Regions from separate parts of the Neogale vison genome. Here region 1 is linked to region 2. A link is a contact called in public Hi-C data. All regions are on one chromosome and are shown on one strand. Each heading gives the region's core, a stretch centred on a gene start, on an enhancer-like site or on the middle of the called end of the contact. The rest is flanking DNA. Distances are from core to core; before and after follow the strand shown. Region 1 holds the start of NDE1 (nuclear distribution protein nudE homolog 1). Region 2 holds the start of PDXDC1 (pyridoxal-dependent decarboxylase domain-containing protein 1).

Region 1 (6,123 bases), core at 1,110-3,609, 220 kb after region 2:
TAGTCTGCTTAGGCAGACTACCCCAGCCCTTGGAAGCAATTATGAAGTGAAATGCAATTTGGTACTTCTGAAAGAGTGCTTTCACATTTTTCTTAAGAGATATTTTCTTAAATACTGTCTCCGTTCAACTTATTCCTATTTATTTAATGGGCAAATTCTTTTATCAGAGAGTAGGAGTAACTTTCAGTTTTTCCCTGTCTAAATGATAATCTTCACATTTATAAAACTGGGATGAAGTTTTATTTTTGTGCTGTTTAAGTGGCCATTTTACATTCAGTTCACCTTCTAAATTACCTAGCTGTCACTAAAGGAGTTTCTCCCACAGCAACTTCTCTTCTGCCTGTGTCCAATTTAGTGCTTTGAAATAATAAATTACAATGGAGGGACGTAAGCAAGAGAAACTGAGCTCTCTGCTAATTCATATCTAAAAGCTACAAGGAAAACACTGAATAAAGGGAGGAAAAAGTTTTAACATGCTCCCAAATTTTCTTTTCTTGTAAAGGTTTTACGCAATAAAAGCCATTTCCTTAAATTATTCCCGAGAACTTTCATGATAATCATTTCAGTGTCCTCCCTGTTGTTTTCATGGAAAATGAAGGAAATTGTAAACGAGCTCGTTTAAGTGACTTGATCAATGCCATTCAGGCAGAACTGGTAACTCATGGATTCGTTCTTCAGTTTATCTGTAAACTGGGATGGTTACTCCCTGCCCAGAAACCTCACGGAGAGGTGAGAGTAAAAAAAATTCTGAAGATGAAAGAAAGCATCAGAGGAAAAGTTTTGAGAGGAGGGTGTGTATATTTAGTGTTTGTGAGCAGGATGGAAGTTTCCTGAAAGGCATTTTGGTACTTAACGCTATTGATACAGATAGTGAGGTTACCTTTTGCATCTCTGAATGCAAGAAGTAGCAAGGAGTCAAAGTCAAATTAGAGAAAGGTCATTCTTAACCACGGCATGGAGGCAGGAAGGATTCTAAGAGTATGGCCATGGACCTCAGAATAGCTAAAAATCTCTTTGCCTCTAGAGTAATGCTAGAGAATGAGGGTGTAGGCATCAAACAGACACAGGTTTGAAGCCTGGTTTGTTATTACTAATTGGGACTCCTTGGGCAACACATTTAATTTCTTGCACCTTTGTTTCCTCTCTTTATTGAGGACAATAAAATTGCTTTTCTGTGGTTCTCATCATCTGGATCTCAGCTCCATTGTCATTTCCATCTAGCAGCCTTCCCTGATCATCTGAAGTGAACCTCCTGGCCCTTTTCTCTCAAACGACCCTGTTTATTCCGACATTATTACTTACATGCATCTGAAATTATTTTACTCTTTCTTTCTGTTTGCTGATTTAGTGTCTTGCTTTCTTAGTAGCATAAGACTTTTGAGGACTGGCATGTTGTCTGACATTTGTTGTGTTACAAGCTTGAGTGCTCAACAAATATTTGTTGGTGAACAGTTGGGATTGTGTGAGAATTAGAAAACCCTTTCAGGGGCGCCTGGGTGGCTCAGTGGGTTAAAGCCTCTGCTTTCAGCTCAGGTCATGATCCCAGGGTCCTGGGATCTCTGGGGCTCTCTGCTTAGCTGGGAGCCTGCTTCCCCCTCTCTCTGTCAAATAAATAAATCTTAAAAAGAAAAAAAAAAAAAGAAAATTATATATATATAATAAAAAAACCATGTCAAGAAGTTGGCCTTATGTCTGACACATAACCAATGAACAAATCACAATCACTCCAGAATTGCACAGATTGTATTTAACTTTACTAGGCACTGTCCTAAATGTTTTACAGACTCCAAGTTTGTCTCTGCATAACCTCAAGGTAGAATCCTTCAAGGGCCCCCCATTTTATAGATGAGGAAACTAAGTCACAGAGAGTTTAAGTCACTCGCCCAAGATCAACCGGCTAGTAGGAGTACAGCTAGAATTCAAAGCCAGGCTCGAAACCAGACCCTTACACACGAAGTTCGCTGCCTTTGAAAAAAGATAATGATGTCGAAATTTTTATTTTGGGTGCAAAGAACATGGAACATCGCTTAGCCTAAGCGGACCTGGATCTTTGTCTTTCCCTTGATGTGGGGAAAATGCAAACGGTGTCGTATTTTCTTGACCAGCGTGGCCCTCGCGTCCAAGCCCGTCCCCGGACGCCCAGAGAACCGCCTGCACACTCTAAGGCGGTCCAGGTCCCTGCCCAGCCGCGGGAGCCTCCCAGGCCTGGGCCTGCCCAGTGCCGCCGCGTGGCCACGCGGCGCCCGGGCCCTGGGAAAAAAGTTTCCAAACGGCGCTGCTAGGCGCTGATTGGCCCAGGCGGACGCGGTCCCGTGGCGCCGCAGCCAATAGTCTGCGCCCGCCGCCGGCGCGGGGGTGGGGGCGGTGGTCAGAGGCCCGGGCAGTGCGGTCCGCCGCTGCCGCCGCCCGTCCTCGCGGACCGAGCCGGGGTAAGTGCTGAGCTGCGGTGACCGGGAGCGGGGACCGTCCAGGGACCGCCGCCACCACCGGGAAACTCTTTTGCCCGCCCTGGCGCCCGCCACGCCCTCGGGACCGCCGGGAGCCGCCTTGCAGGGACCCTGCCGCGCCCGTCGCTCGCGCGTCTCTTCCCCGCGCCGCCTGTCCTCCGCGGGTCCCGGGCGCGGGGCTCAGAAATCCCGCTTTCTGCAGGCTCCTTTCCTAACTTTGTGCCTTCCCACTCTTGGGTCCTCGCGCCCAGCTCCTCGCCTTTGCCAACTTTCTCTTGTAGCGCTGGCTGGTCTCCGACCAGCTGCCCTCCGCTCCCTCCATGACTTCCTCGGTCCTTCGTGCCCTCCTCGTCTCCAGCCCCCGCCGCCTGGCTCCTCTGCCCTCCAGCCCTCCCACCCCCACTCCAGGCTGCCCTCCTCACTCTCTTGGTCTCTTCTCAGCCCCTGCCACCCCCTTTTCCTCCTGCTGCCCCAGACCCTCCCTCATTCCTCGTATCGCCCCCCCCACACACACCCCCGTCCCGCCACGCACTACACCCTCTAGTTCAGGCCTCTTTCCAACCCCCCCGCCCCGCAGCTTGGCATCTCCCTGCTTTCGGGATCGTGTTTGGAACTCTTTCCCTCTGCTTTTCTCAGATCTCTGCGGTAGGAAGGTTCAGATTTCCCGTGACAGCACTTTGGGGAAGGATTGGATAAAGGATGAAAATGCTTATTCTACAGTTTGAATGCCGTGGTGGGGCTTCCTTGCCTCCCTGAGGTCGTGGGAAATCCCGCTATCACCTTGACACCGCTTTTTGGGAAGCTGCCTTATCTTCTCCAGTCATCTCAGGTTCTCTGCCTCCTGAGGGTCTGAGCTCCCCTGATTTCTTTGTCAAGGCTTTATACCAGGTTGTGCCTCTTTCTACTTTTAGCCTCCAGGTCCTTTTTAACTTCCTTTCTAAAGAAATGGCCTTTACAGGGTGCACTGGGCAGAGATTTGTCATTTTCTATGCTGGTTTTGTTTCTGTATTCTTGGATAGGATGGCATTTTAGGACCCAGATAGGGTGCTTTGAAGAGCAATTGGATCCCAGTGACTGACTCCCAGAGCCACTTACATGACCCCACCGCCACACTGGTCTTTAACCAGGTTTGAAACTTAACTCTTTCCCCTTATTGTGTCCTTTGTGTGGGATTAGATCCCGGAAATCTCAGGGGTGTCCCATTGGCATATTTTATCTATCCTCTCATTTTGGATAATCGTTTCTTAACTTGGCTTATTCTGTTTAGATGTTATTTTTGTTTCCAAAGTGTGTTCTTTTGCCTTAGAACGTGTGAACCCAGAGAGATTACACTCCCTTTCCTTAACCAGCTAATTTCCTAAAGTGAGTTGGCCTGCGTACAGAAGGTTGGTGTCAGCAGCTCAGACTTTATGCACCTGGTATTGATATAGGTGCTTTCTGTCTGCCTCTCCCAGTAGTGCTTTAGCACTTAGTAGGTATTTGGAAATGTTCGAGAAGGGACAGAGGAGAGGGAAATCGCAGAAGGAAAACTTCTTTCCCTGGCACCTTTTTTTTTTTTTTTTTTCTTTTTAAGATTTTATTTATTTGACACAGCACAAGCAAGGGGAGTGGCAGGCAGAGGGAGAGGGAGAAGCAGCCCCCCTACCTCTAGAGCAGGGTGCCAATGCAGGGCTCCATCCCAGGACCCAAGAATCATGACCTGAGCCAAAGGCAGACGCCTATCCAACAGAGCCACCCAGGCGCCCCTTTTCCTGGCATCCTGATTCAGTAGAATAAAATCATCTTGGAACAATAGCCCTCCTATTTTCATTCTATATTTTGATCTGAGTTTAAGCTTTTTAAATTTTCAAAGGCAGCATACGCTTACTGTAAAAATCAATGGATATAGCAGTGTTCCCCGTATAGGTTCTTATCTCAGTGTCTGCTTTACCCCCATTTGGTACATGCTTCCAGAACCTTTTAGATTCATGCATGCAGAGAGCGCAAGATACCTTTATTTATTTTTAAAGATTTTTACTTATTTGAGAGAGCGAGAGAGAGATTGAGAGAACTAGTAGGGGGAAGGGAAGAGGGAGAAGCAGACTCCCTGCATCCCAGTATCCTGGGATCATGACCTGAGCCAGGGCAGATGCTTAACTGACTGAGCCCCCCAGGCACCCAAGAGATCCCTTTATACACAAAATTGGCACTCTTTTCTAACGTATCATGAACTTTCTTTCATATTAGTTCATTTACTTCTTAACAACTGCGTAATTTTCCAAATCAGCCCTCTGTTGACAGTTGTTTTCTCCAGTTTTCCACATCAGTGAATGATGGCATACAGCCTTGAGTATATGTCCTTGCATGCCTATCTAAGTATTTTTGGAGGAAGATCATTATAGCCTTTGAAAGCACAGAGACAGAAGCCAGACTTGCTGACTCTTGACTGGTTTTGCCCCTGTGATGGCACTTCTGCAAAATGTGGAGCCTGCGTCATAACTTAGGAGCTGTTGAAGCACGTGCAGACACTTGGCCCCCGTCTTTCAGTCCCCTCCCTTTGTTTTGATTGGGAAGGACTGAGGTTGGCGTGGAGATGGGTGGTGAGTTAATTCTTGATGGTTTATACGTGTCTGCTGCCTCCTGACCAGCTGTGCTGGCTTTCTTCACTCCTAGGAAAGCCAAGGGAGAATGCCTTGTTTTCTCTAGGGTTTTGAAATCAAAGGTGGGGTGGAAGATCTAAGTTATGCAAAACAGAGAAGACATACGTTTTGAACTTTTTGCTCCCAGCTTGTTCTTTCTTGCCTGCTGTGGCACATACTTTGAGGTGTCCATTAGGTTTGTCCACAGAGCCCCTGGGGCACGTTGGCCTGATGGTGTATTGAGAACACAAGCACAGAGGCAGAATGCTTATAACCTTTGCAGCACAAATGAAATAAAGGCATACAGCGCTTATTTTGAAGATAGTGGGTACAGAGTTGTATATACCGAGACCCGTGCCTGTCACAGTGTGTTTGAAAGGACTGGACCAGATGAAACGAGGACATCTGACCTTTGAAGAGTCTCTTGGCAACCCCAAGGAGACCAGGAACTTGAATTCAAAGAACCCTCCAGTCACCCCCACCCACCCTACCCCCCAACTTGCACTTGGGTCTGGTTTGCCTCTGCTGTCCATTTGCACCTCTGGAGATGGCCAAGGCGTGCAGTGTTTCTGCTCCGGCTCTTGCTTCTAAGAACCCAAGCGATAGCTCGCTTACTCTTAATAATCAAATGGCTTAAAGGCGTTAAAATTGAACCCACATGCGGTGGTTCAATTCAGTAGGGAGAAGGAGTTTTTCCAAGCCGTATTACCTGCTTTCTGTGGCAAAGAATAATGCACATTGGAACTGTGAGACATTTTCAAATGGCAAAGGAAAAAGCGTACGTTTTAAAGACTTGTTTGAGGGGTGCCTGGGTGGCTCAGTGGATTAAAGCCTCTGCCTTCCACTCAGGTCATGATCCCGGGGTCCTGGGATCGAGCCCCGCATTGGGCTCTCTGCTCTGCGGAGAGCCTCTTCCTCCTCTCTCTCTGCCTGCCTCCCTGCCTACTTGTGACCTCTCTCCCTATCAAATAAATAAAACCTTAAAAAAAAAGAAAAAAAAGGGCGCCTGGGTGGCTCAGTGGATTAAGCTGCTGCCTTCGGCTCAGGTCATGATCTCG
Region 2 (6,423 bases), core at 1,185-3,684:
GTTTTTACTTTGATTCAAACTGTTTTTCAGAACATGAAACCCTCAATGTTCACATAGCAATTCTTTTTCTTTTCTGCCCACTTAGCACCAACCAAAATCGCTCATTAGATGTGAACAGGGAATATAAAAATAAGACACAGTCTTAGTCCTCAAACAGTTGCATTCAGAATTTCCACACTGGCCTAAGGCAGAAACTTCCAGCCCACACATTCTGAATTCCTCAGAGATCACTGCCATTTTTGTGAATGCTCCAGCCGTAGGCACTCTGGAATTTCATCGCACTTCAGATCCTCATTTGGAGTTTATGATCCTTTGGCATCAATTAACATTTATAGAGAGAAACCAGTATAATCGAATAATTAAACGCCAGAAAAGTAGTATTTAAAGTGGGATTCCAACCCACTGTTTTTGCAGATTTGCCTGTAAGAAACTGTTCTTGGAGGAAAGGTCACGCCAGTTCTTTAGGTTTCTAACTGAAAAGACACAACGCCCATCCTGTCTTATGAAACTGGACAGGAAACAACACAGAAGAGGCAATTTTAGTATCATTTTATATTCAGCTACTGGCCTAACACAGGTACCTAGACCAGGGGTTCTCAGCCTCAGCATGACTAACATTTTAAGCACATATTCTCTGGTGCTGAGGCTGTCCTATGCAAGGTGGAATGCTCAGCAGCATCCTTAGCCTCTAACCACTAGATGCCAGCAGCACCTCCAGCCCCCCCACCCGCCCCCCAAGCTGTGACAACCAAAATGTTTCCAAACAAGCTGCCAAATGTCCCCTAGGGAACAAAACTGCAATGGTGGTTGAGAATCACTGACCTAGCCTGTAACTCAAAAGTACCACAAGGTAGGGATGCCTGGGTGGCTTAGATGCTAAGCATCTGCCTTTGGCTTTGAGGAGAATCTGCTTCTCCCTCTCCCTCTGCCTGCGGCTGCCCTTGCTTGTGCTTGCTCTCTGGCAAATAAATTAAAAAAAAAAGGTACCACAAGGTAGACACTGTGTACTAATCAAAAGCCTGGAAAGACTTTATTCCTAGCCAGCAAAACACATAAGGTTAAAAACATAATCTTTTTCTTTTCTTGACTGTCTTCCACCCAATTTATAAGAAACCTTCCACGCAATTTATGAGGTGTAAGCTATACATCCGGCTGAACTGGTACAATTACTCCCTTCAACTTTCCAGTGACAAGAGACCCAATCTACAGCAGATGCCACACTTGGCCGGGGGGGGGGGGGGGACACCATGACAAAGTGTGACATTTCTGCCAGTTCAAAACCAAAATAAGGCAGCACTGCTCCCGAACTCTGCATGCACAAAAGAACAAGGTCTGCACGAGCAGACTCACAAGCTCGAAGACGAAGAACGTGGAGGGAAGACAGGTATCCAAGCGCTGGTTCTCATCTACCAGCCCTAAATCAGGGACAATTAGAATCCATCCCCCTTGCCAGAGCAGTGAGCCAGGTACATCCCGCGGCTGCTCCCCCAGGGCAAACCAGAGGAAAGCTAGGCTATCTGGACACTTCGGATTCCCACCCACTCCCCCACCAGAAAGGGGGAACAGCAGTAACCCCCAAAACGCAACTCACCACCTACAGAAGACCCACCCCTTCTTGACCTCGGGGCCAGGGGAGGGGTGGGCTCTTCACAGGTGTTCACAATTGCAGCGTCAGAATCACGTGCGGGAACTTGTTAAACAGGCAGATCCCCGGTCCGCCCCCACTGAGGGTCCGACCCCACGGCCGAAAATCTGGCTGTTTACCAACGGCCCCAGGGGATTCCTAGTCATGCTGAAGTTGGAAACCCACTGCTTCAACACCGTTTCCCCCCTGACTTGGAGACCACAGAAAACCTACAGGCTAGCAGTTGGCTCCGAAACCACCGGAGCTTCTGTCCACGCTCTTCTGGGGCCGCAAATGGCTAGCTGTCACCCGAAACGGGGAGCGGAGCTCGGGCAGGCCCCAAGGTCGGCCCCGCGGCTCCCGCACCGGGCTAGGGGCAGAACCGGCCCGGCCTCTCTCGGGCCACGGGGACCCGAGGGGCTCCCGGCCCCATGACGTGACCAGGCCTCAGCCGCGAGCGCCCAGCCGGACGCCCTCGCGGCCAGGCCTCCTCAGGCAGGGCCAGTTAGCCCCTGGGCCCCTCCCCGGTCACAATGGCAGCTCGCGACGGGGAAACAGTCGCCCCGGAGCCAGGAGACCCCGGGCCGCAACGCCGCCACCTACCCCCTCCCCCCAGCCCGAGTACGGACCTTCTCCAGGGACGCGTCCATGGCTGAGGCGGCCGGCGGAGGCCGATGGAGGCTCCGCGGGCCGAGTGCTACTTCCGCCTCCCGCGGCCCGCCGCGGTATCCACGCTGGCAGCGCTGACGTCCCCCGCGGCCGCGGCCGGCGGGGCGGAGACGAGGAGGAGCTGCCTGGCGTCGCCGCGGGGTGGGAAATCTGCGGGGCTTGGGGAGGCGGGGAGGCGAGGAGGCGGGGAGGCGGGGCGGGCCCCTCGGGTGGGCGGGCCCCCTCGAGGGTGGGCGGGGCCCTCTGGGCTTCCGTACCTGGCCGTCACGCCGGCCAGCCCTAACGTTCCCAGGTGAGGGGGGGAGGCACTGTGGAGTCGTTCCCAACACTCAGAAGCCCATCGCGGGCTTCGGGGTAGACATATCATAACCGCCAGTGATCACTCCTTCTCTGAGAGTCTGGAAATGCTAGTGACGCACCTGTACTTCCGGGCCTAGGCTTCCAAGCTGTCCCCACTGTCAACATCCCTCAGGAATGGAACAGGCCATGCACCACGGAAGGGCGGGGCTGGAGAGCGCCCCCGCGCCTGCGCAGGATCGGCCGTGGGCTAGGGTTTGCGGGGCTCCAGGTGTAAGGTTCTCCAGTGACGCGTGCTCAAAAAAGGTGCTGGTGCGATCCGGAGTATTTGTCTCAGATCCTCCCGAAGGATCCAAGACGGGAAAGACTTTGAGACACCTGGTGCAGCTTCCTGCATTATGTGGAGCCGTAATTATGACTTGTCAGGTGATGATAATAATAATACAAATAATAATAGTCCGCTGCTCCTGTTCCACTTTATAGTGCAATGACCCTGTGATGGAGAGGTCGTTATCCATTTCCCAGTGCCCGTCAAGGTGGGATCCAGACCCAAGCACCCTCACTGCGGCGCCTGTCCAGTATGCATCCTGCCTCCATAATCGCTCCCCTTTTTGCCGTACAAGCCTGTTTCTCACGAATGCGAGAGGGCATGCATTTGCTTATTCCTTTAATGAGGAAGACTGCAACAGACCTGTCTACCACGTTTGCAGCCACTAAAGCACTTCACCAAAGACCGATGACGTTACAACCACAAAACCATCCCCTTTCTCGCCTTTTCTGTGCGCGTCTCTTCTGAAATCGGCGTAAATGACGGGGTCGCATTTTCAGTGTAGTAATTACATGTTTTGTGCTATCTAACTTGTGTTTGGTAAATTGCCCAGTTATGTTAATAAAATTGTTTTCTACCGAAAGAAGCCTTGTGTGCCGGTTCAGAGCGAAACAAATCACTTTTTCCAATTTATTATGAAAATGTTTAGGGACCCTTGGGTGGCTCTATCGGTTAAGCATCTGCCTTCTGCTCGGGTCATGATCCCAGGGTACTGGGATGGAGCCCCACCTCTGGCTCCTCGCTCAGCAGGGAGCCTGCTTCTCCCTCTGATTGTCGCTCCCCCGCTCGCTCTCTGACAAATAAATAAAATATTTTTTAAAAGGAAAGAAAACAGTCAAACGTTTAGAAAAAAAAAAAAAGAATTGTGCAGTGAACAGCCACGTGCCCACTTTCTAGATTCTACAATGAACATTTCCCTGTATTTGCTTGATTTTGTAAGCATCTAATCTATTCATCAATATGTCTTCTGTTTTGATACACTTCAAAGTGCAGACATCAAGATATTTCACCCCTGAACATTTCATCGTGGATATCATTAAAATTTCCTAATTTCTAAAGCCACCTCCAAGTGTCTTTGCATTACCATACAAAGTAGATTGTACAAAACAGAAGCTAGAGAGATGAAACTAACATTTTCTATTCTGAAAGTAAACTTTAAAACATGAAAATTATTCCCCCCATGAAAAATGGGAATAACTGGTTTAATATTTATCCAAATAGTACTGCCTTCGGCAGCACATACACTAGTATTCACCCAAATATGTTTGTCGGCTGCCACCTTGGACAGTTTGAAAGTTTTAAGGGATTTTTTTAAAAGACTTTATTTATTTTATTTGACAGAGAACACTCACAAGTATTTGACAGAGGCAGGCAGAGAGAGAGGGGGAAGCAGGCTCCCCGCTGAGCAGAGAGCCCAATGTGGGGCTCAATCCCAGGACCCTGAGGTCACAATCTGAGCCGAAGGCAGAGGCTCAACCCACTGAGCCACCAAGGCGCCCCTTAAGTGTGATATTTAAAGACCTGAAGAGTGTTCACTTTTATTTTGCGAAGAAATAAAATTAAGTAACAAAAATCAAGAGGTGGAGAGGATAGGAGAGCTGGTGCAAAGGGCAATAAATTTTCCATTTTATAGAGTAAGGAAACAGTAGATTCTTTCTAAATAAAGTAACAAAGATTTTTTATTTACAAAATAGAAGGCGAAATCTATGGAATGGGAGTGGGGGTTTAGAGATGAAGGAAAAGAAATTGGCACTATCCCATTTTATATTATTCTGCATTATCTGAATTTTTACCATTAGTATTTCTCTTATGAATTAAAAAAAAGTTAAGTAAATTACCTGTAAAAAATAGATTTCAATCATTCTTTAAACCTTACCTGGAAATTTTGGACAGAAGTCTGCAATTCCTAAAGGCAACTTGAGGTGGCAACGCTGAGACCTTGCTTCCTTAGCTTCGTCAAGTTCATGAACACAGTTAAAAAAACAAAACAAAAACAACAAAAACAAAAACAGGTTTTATTGTTAAAATATAGGAAACAGCTTAAAAGAAATGGATTGTCCTTGACTAACACTCTATAATCACCATCCCCTCCCTGAGAGGAAACTTCTCAGACACCCCATAAGTCCTCTGGGAGCCCCTGCCCAAAACAAATCTGGCTCCCCCCAACCCCAAGAAAAAATAACCACTTTCTGACCTTTACAGCAATCATGTCCTTACAATTCCTTTGCAGTTTTATCACCCAAATGTGCATCCATAAATACTATAAAAATATATCCATAAAAATATATACATAGTTTCTTAACATAGTCTCTCTGTATATTTTGTTATATATTATACATAGTTTCTTAACATAGTCTCTCTTTATATTTTGTTATATATTTATATATGTCATATGTATGTCATATATATTCATATACATATATGATATTTATAGTCACTTTTAATCCATAAGTTTTCCTATATCTTTTTTCTTCCCTTTACATTTGATTTGTTGAAGACATCAGGGTTACTATTCTAGAATTTTCCTTAGCCTGGATTTTCCTCCGATCTCTGTATTTCCTGCAAATCAGGAGATGGATCTAAGGCGTAATCAGGTTCAGGTCTGAAGTTCTGGGGACCTATTCAGAGACAGCTGTTGTTCTCTTTATCAACAGGTTTGTAGGGCGCCTGTGTGGCTCAGTTGTTTAAGCAACAGCCATCGGCTCCGGTCATGATCCTGGAGTCCCAGGATTGAGTCCTGCATCAGGTTCCCTGCTGAGCAGGGAGTCTGCTTCTCCCTTTGACCCTTCCCCTCTCAAGCTCGCACACTCTCTCTTTCAAAAATTAAAAAAAAAAAAAATGAGGCATGTGCTACCTGGTTTTCTCTTTTTGTGTTTTTAGCAGGTGCTAACATTCTTTACGTTAATTCTGACCTAAATGAGAAAAGCTGTGAATTTTCTCATGCCACCCACATTTTTATATCCAAGGAAGTTTGCCAAGATATGATTCTTATCACCCTTTCGTGGTTGTTTGAAGTAATTTTAGACTTGTAGGAAAGTTGCAAGAGGAATACAAAGAATTCTCTTAAACTCTTCACCCAAATTCCCCAAATGTTTTAATGTTCTCTTTAAATGAATACATGAATACGGACACACACGTATTTTTTCCCTGATTCATTTCCTAGTTGGTTGCAAATGATGTCCTTTCATCTCTAAATAACTTAATGATATTACTCTATTCATATTTGGGCAATTTTCCCAGTAAAGTCCTTAATAGAAAGTCTGGAATAGGAGCACCTGGGTGGCTCAGTTGGTTAAGCATCTGCCGTCGGCTCAGGTCATGATCTCGGGGTCCTGGGATCAGTCCTGCATCAGGCTCCTTGCTCAGTGGGGAGCCTACTCCTCTGCCTGCCTCTCCCCTGCTTGTGCTCTCTCTGTCAAATAAATAAATACAATCTTTTTAAATTTTTTTAAAAATAAGGCATTAGGAAAAAGTCTGGAATAGTGTGCCCTTGAATAGTTCTTTT

Evidence for each region. A called contact is a pair of places that touch in the nucleus more often than the background predicts.
Region 1: a Hi-C map of fibroblasts shows a contact between it and region 2, with 2.6 times the contacts expected there. The contact joins the promoter of NDE1 here to the promoter of PDXDC1 in region 2. A contact is called at or near these places in 2 of 3 Hi-C or Micro-C datasets (fibroblasts and muscle).

What each region holds. Positions count from the first base shown.
Region 1 is chr14:27,741,119-27,747,241 of ASM_NN_V1, forward strand. It overlaps NDE1 (nuclear distribution protein nudE homolog 1), which reads left to right and starts at 2,360. Exons shown (of 9, transcript XM_044233109.1): 1 at 2,360-2,429.
Region 2 is chr14:27,522,918-27,529,340 of ASM_NN_V1, forward strand. PDXDC1 (pyridoxal-dependent decarboxylase domain-containing protein 1) reads right to left here and starts at 2,435. Exons shown (of 23, transcript XM_044233618.1): 1 at 2,254-2,435. The coding sequence starts at 2,274.